2 separate regions of the Rattus norvegicus genome follow, and region 1 is linked to region 2. The links are chromatin contacts, called in public Hi-C maps. All regions are on one chromosome and are shown on one strand. The core of a region is the stretch at or near the end of the contact, and the rest is flanking DNA. Distances in the headings are between cores, read along the strand shown.

What was found. Hi-C and Micro-C count contacts between places; a contact is called where the count stands out from the background.
Region 1: a contact with region 2 is called in a Hi-C map of Schwann cells, with 1.8 times the contacts expected there. The contact joins the promoter of Eif4g2 here to the enhancer-like site in region 2. A contact is called at or near these places in 5 of 12 Hi-C or Micro-C datasets (Schwann cells, hepatocytes, kidney and 1 more).

The regions. Positions count from the first base shown.
Region 1 is chr1:174,626,999-174,629,698 of GRCr8, reverse strand. Eif4g2 (eukaryotic translation initiation factor 4, gamma 2) reads left to right here and starts at 1,447. Exons shown (of 22, transcript NM_001017374.2): 1 at 1,447-1,661.
Region 2 is chr1:174,588,026-174,590,725 of GRCr8, reverse strand. It overlaps Ctr9 (CTR9 homolog, Paf1/RNA polymerase II complex component), which reads right to left. Exons shown (of 25, transcript NM_001100661.1): 8 at 2,328-2,435; 9 at 1,989-2,225; 10 at 1,727-1,816; 11 at 1,493-1,621; 12 at 1,222-1,405. Among named protein-coding and RNA genes, the nearest start is that of Ctr9, 17 kb to the right of the region's middle. Within about 2 kb of position 1,370, at least 39 of the 93 cell types and tissues checked have an H3K27ac peak or open chromatin away from gene starts, as enhancers often do. A contact at or near this core is called in Schwann cells, where this site is marked.

The DNA.
Region 1 (2,700 bases), core at 198-2,697, 39 kb before region 2:
TCACACAGATGTCTTTAGTGTATCATAAGGAATGTAAACCACTTGTGAAAATCTAAAATATCATATATTTCTACAAGTTTAAAACCTTACAGAAGTTATACAAAGAGAAATCTCTTGTATTTCAAAAATTGCCCCTTTCCTGAAAAATGTTTTTTACACTTAAATAATCCCCCAAATAAAAATGCTTTTTACAGTTTTTAGTTTAAGTGAAAGTTTATTTAAAAGCATTAATTCTAAGACAAAGATCTAAGGATGCTAGAATTATAACTCTTCAAAGCCACTCTTATCCGACTTAAGGAAAGTACAATTCTCTGCTGGAAATTCTATTTAAGGACTAGGTCTTTCAACACCAAGACATGTCAAATTACATTTGGGTCTTTGAAAGCCCAGCTCTTGGGGGATGAATTCTAAATCATGACTGTTAAAAACACACGTGCTTTTAGTTTAGTCACCCATTTTATAAAAAAAAAAAAAAAAAATGCATGCTTAACAGAGAAGGGGCGTTTCTAGTTTACATACCTTCATTTTTTTTTTCTTATTTTTTTTTTTCGGAGCTGGGGACCGAACCCAGGGCCTTGCGCTTGCTAAACCACTGAGCTAAATCCCCAACCCCACATACCTTCATTTTTGGAAATACATACCACCTTTTTAAAATACCACCTGGAAGTATAGTTTGAAATCCTTCATTTTCCTATATAGCCCTTAAGTAAAATGAACACTGCGCTGCCCATCTTTAACGTCTGTTAAAAATGAAGGAAAAACTTAATGAGTTTGCAATTTTAAATCTTCCACATGCCCGCGCTCTGCAAACCCTTCTCAAGCCAGCCTAGCATATTATGGGTCAAGCTCGGTGACAGTAGGCCAAGCATTCTGAGGAAAAGCTGCCTGTAGCCTGGGGTACAAAGCCCTGCCTTTGATCCTTTTCTCGTTACTCTGCAGATGGAGGACCAACAAACAGAACGCTCTCCTATCGATGGGCACTTCAGCAAAGCTCCCAGACGCCTGACAGAGGCCAGGCCGCGAGGCCATGCGGAGCTCTCGGGACGCCAGGCCCGGGCGGGTCAGGGAGGAGAGGCGGAGAGGCTCTTCTAGGCAAGCATGATACTCGGACTCCGGAACAAAGCGCCGGCCCAGGAAGACCAGGCGGCCGGGCGACGCACACTCACAGGACTCCGGGCGCAACGCAAGAGTCCCGCAGCTCACCAGCCCGCCGCCCTTACGCCACTGGCTTGGCCCCAGAGCCTTCGCGAATATGGCTTTGCGCACTGCGGCGGGGCTGCGCCGCAACCTAGCTTGCCCGCTGGCTCCTCCCCGCCGCCCTGCGCGGATTGGTAGCGGACGGAAGCCCGGCTGCTGATTGGATAGCGAAGGAGCCACTCGGGGAGGCTCTGGTGGGTCGGCCGCCGCAGAGTGATAAGTTCGGCTTCAGACACGCCTCAGCGCCAGCAGCGAGCCGGAGCTCTATGGAGGTGGCGGCGGGTACCAGGTGGTGGCTGCAGCAGCTACTCCTCTGAGCTGAGTTTCAAGCCGTCCCCGTCTCCTTCCTCCCCCTTCCCTCCCCCTTTTTTGTTTTCCGTTCCCCTTCCCCCTCCCTTCCCCGTCCCCGACGACCGGATCCAGAGGAGGCAGCTGCGGTAGCAGCTGCTGAGTTCTCGGTGAAGGTGAGTGGAGTCGCCGCCGCCGCCGCCGAGCGGAGCCCTCTAAGATGGCCGCCGCCCCTGGCCGCTTCTTGTCGAGTGGAACAAAATGGCGGCCGCAGGCGGAGCCGGGCGGGGCGGCCTTTCCTCTGCCTTTGGGCTACTTAGAAATCTATGGCTTCTGCTCTCCTTCCCGTGCCAACCAAAGAGCTAGGCTGGCGTGAGGTCTAGTGGCGGGCGCAGACGGGATCCTGACGTGGGATCCGGGAACAGCGTGCGAGCGTGGCAGGCCTCGCGCCTCGGCGGGAGGGACGCGGCCCGCGGCAGGGCCCGGCCGTTGGCGCGGGACCAGCGAGGCGGACGAGTCCGGAGCCCGGCCTCCCGGCGGGGAGGAGGTGTGTGGGCCCTATTGCGGGATGCCCCACTCAGGCGAAGCGGAGAGCGAATCTCAGTCCCTTTGTAGGCCATGGCAGCCGAGGCGCTGTCAGCCGGGGGGATTTATGGTGGAGGCGACGGGTGGGCAGGAGGCGGCCTTCCTGCGGGAGAACAAAGGGCCAGCCCGGAGGGGGCGCCTCCCGCCCAGTCCTGGGCCCTCGCTAGTCGCCGGTCGGAAGCTGAGCCAGACAGGGCCTGGGGGAGGAACTCGCTGCTCTTTTGTTCGCGCAGAGTGGGGCGGAGGTGCCTGCTGCCATGTTGTGGCCCCGGTCTTCCGGCGGCTTTCCACACGCGCCCTATGTAAAGAGGGGTTATAAGGACGAGCGAAGGAGAAGGCTGCCCAACACCGGGTAATGAGACTTCTGACCGGCCTGTCACCACCCCGGCCCCCCATATTAGTACAGCAGACATTTCCCTATAGCACCACCAGTGTTGGTAGCGTTTTGTTAAATTTTAAAGGCCTCATACATAATATGGCTGCGTCCTAGGCAGTATCCAGATTTTTTTTCCTTTTTCTACAAAAACTTCTTTGCATCCTTGAATACTAAGGGAATCCACGTGGCTAAACAAGATTTTACTGTGTATTTGTGGTTTTTGACTTCGTTCTGTTTTAGTCTTCTGAGGGCTG
Region 2 (2,700 bases), core at 121-2,620:
ATACTTTCAGATAGAAGAGAAAAGCCCACACATGGAGACACATCACTCCAGCTAGGAAAAAGAGGAACTGTATCACTAGGTCAACCTTTCTTTTTTCTTTTTCTATTTTGAGACAGGGTCTTACTAGCTTTGGCTGGCCTGTAGACCAGGATGGCCTGGAACTCAAGAGAGTCCCCTGCTTTTGCCTCTGGAGTGCTGGGATTACAGATATGTGGCTGGGATCATTATACAGTACAATAAGGCTCACCGCACACACATACTGATACCCTACAGTCAAGCTGCTCTCTGAGACTACCCAGCCACTGACAGTACTAGGATTATGTACATCCTGGGCTGGGTGGAGTAGAGAAGCATGTGTGAGGTCTTATTACACACTCAGGATGGCCCACAATTTGAAATTTAGGAATTACATATAGAACTTTTCATATAATGCCGCGAGAGTAGAGTACAGGCAAATGGAGCTATAGAGAGTGAAACCCTGGAAGAGAAGGAACTGCTACAGAGACATAGGGTAATTTTAAAATGCCAATATTTACAGTGCCTCGGTTGTAAAAACTCAAATAGGACATTTCAGTAATAGTGTTTCAAGAAAAAAACCACTAATCAAGAAAGAGCACTTACAGACTGCACCTAGTAGTAAAGCTCACCAGGGAGTAGCTCAGCAGCTGACTATCACTAAATATGGCTCAAGTGACTTTTGTTGATCCTTGTATTTTCCAGCATAAATAAATGAAACGGCAATTTTAATTTTATTCATCTGCTTCTTTTAAATGTGTATTGATGTTTTGCCTGCATGAAGGTCTGTGAGGGAGTCAGGTCCCTTGGAACTGGAGTTACAGACCGTTGTGAGCTGCTATGTGGGCGCCAGGAGTTGAACCTGGATCCTCTGGAAGAACGGCCAGGGCTCTTAACTGCTGAGCCATCTCCTCAGCCCCTTATTTCAGTTTCTGAGACAGGGACTCACATACAGCCAAGGTGTCAAACCTGCCAGGTAGGGAGGCTGGCCTTGAACTCCTGATCCGTTCTCTTCTACCTCTCGAGTACTAGGATTACAGATGAGTGCTACCACTCCAGGCTGCATCTTTAACAAAGACTTTCTTTCCTAAATAAGTTTTTGATGTTATTATGGGAATTTAGGAATTTTATCACATACACATACACACACAGAGAGAGAGAGAGAGAGAGAGAGAGAGAGAGAGAGAGAGCGCCTAAAAATCTTACAATCAACATAGTTAGGATGCTCTCGTAAAATGTTTTTGTACAGTTTCTCTGCTTCATGAAATTCACACATGGCCTCGTAGAGCCTGGCTAAATTGTAGGATGTGGTGACAGAGATGGCATTGTAATAGTGTTCATCATGCTCCGCCTCTGCCTTTGCTCGGTCCAGTGAGGCCAGGAAGTACTTCTGTGAGGAAGAAAAGGCACTGTGTTACTGGATACAGCTGAGCAAGTGCCTGCAGCACAGAGAAGAGGAAGGCTTCAGTTTCCTCACCTTTGCTTCGCCTAGGTTTCCAAGTCTAAAATGGAGGGCCCCAACATTATTCAAAATCTCAGGCGGGACATCGGCCTGCACCTTCTCCTGCAGGATTCGTGTTGCCGTTCCATAGGCTGAAAGGGCACCCTGCATTTTTACAGTGGACAGAGTAAGAGTTACTCACAGATCAAAGAGAAACACCCCAGCCTACTAAAACACATTGCTTAGGATAGGAAGAGCAGACATTGATACCTGTATGTCAGTCTGTTCTAAGATCTGGGCCAACTCAATCCAAGCTTCCACGTCATCAGGATACTGTTCTGTAACCTTCTTCAAATGGCCCTGGGATAAATGAGATCATTAAAATAACACTGTCAAAGTAAACAACAACAATAAACATGGCTACCGTAACCTGCTTAAGAAGCCAAAGGTTTGGCACTCAGCTAACCAAACACTGCTCACAGCTGCACCAGCCACAGCTGGAGTCTCAGGGTGTCTAAGACTGAGAACACACCTTGGCTATGTCTCTTTTCTCCTGATCTTCTGAAGCAGCATAGAGAGAGCCAAGAATTTTCATAGTTTCATAATTGTTCGGATAAGCTTTCAAAACTTTCTCGAAACACTGAGATGCATTTTCTTTGTCACCTCGATAAATATACATTTGTCCCAAACCAAAAAATGGTAGGACAAAAGAAGATGAAGCAAACTGTGTGGCTTGATAGTAGTACTGAAAGGCCTGGTCATAATCTTCCTGAGAAACGAGAGTAAAACAAGACCAACAACATGTCAAATGGCCAGAAGCCTGAAACCCTGTAAGGAAAAGGACTACTTAGAAAGGTGCTAATGGTCTCACCTGAACATGGAAGGACCGAGCCAGCTGGTAACAGCTCTCTGCTTGCATGGCCTCCACCTCTGTGTTGTGGAACGCGTGGAGAGCCAGGTGCTGCACTTTACTATAATCCTGAATTTGACACCAGAAATGACAGTTGAGTGATGTCAGAAGGTTGCTTGAATAGTAGCTCACTTTAATTGGCAACATTTCGTTTAGCGTAAGGCTTATTTTCATCTTCTCCCTAAGTAGCTGAGCTTTACCACTGTAACAGCTATAACCTTAGTGAATAATCACCACAATAATCATAACTGCTACAAGGAAAGCAGCAATCAAGAACGATGAAGCATCAGCTCTAAGCTATTAGCTCTGCTTCAATTTGCTTGTCAAGAAAATA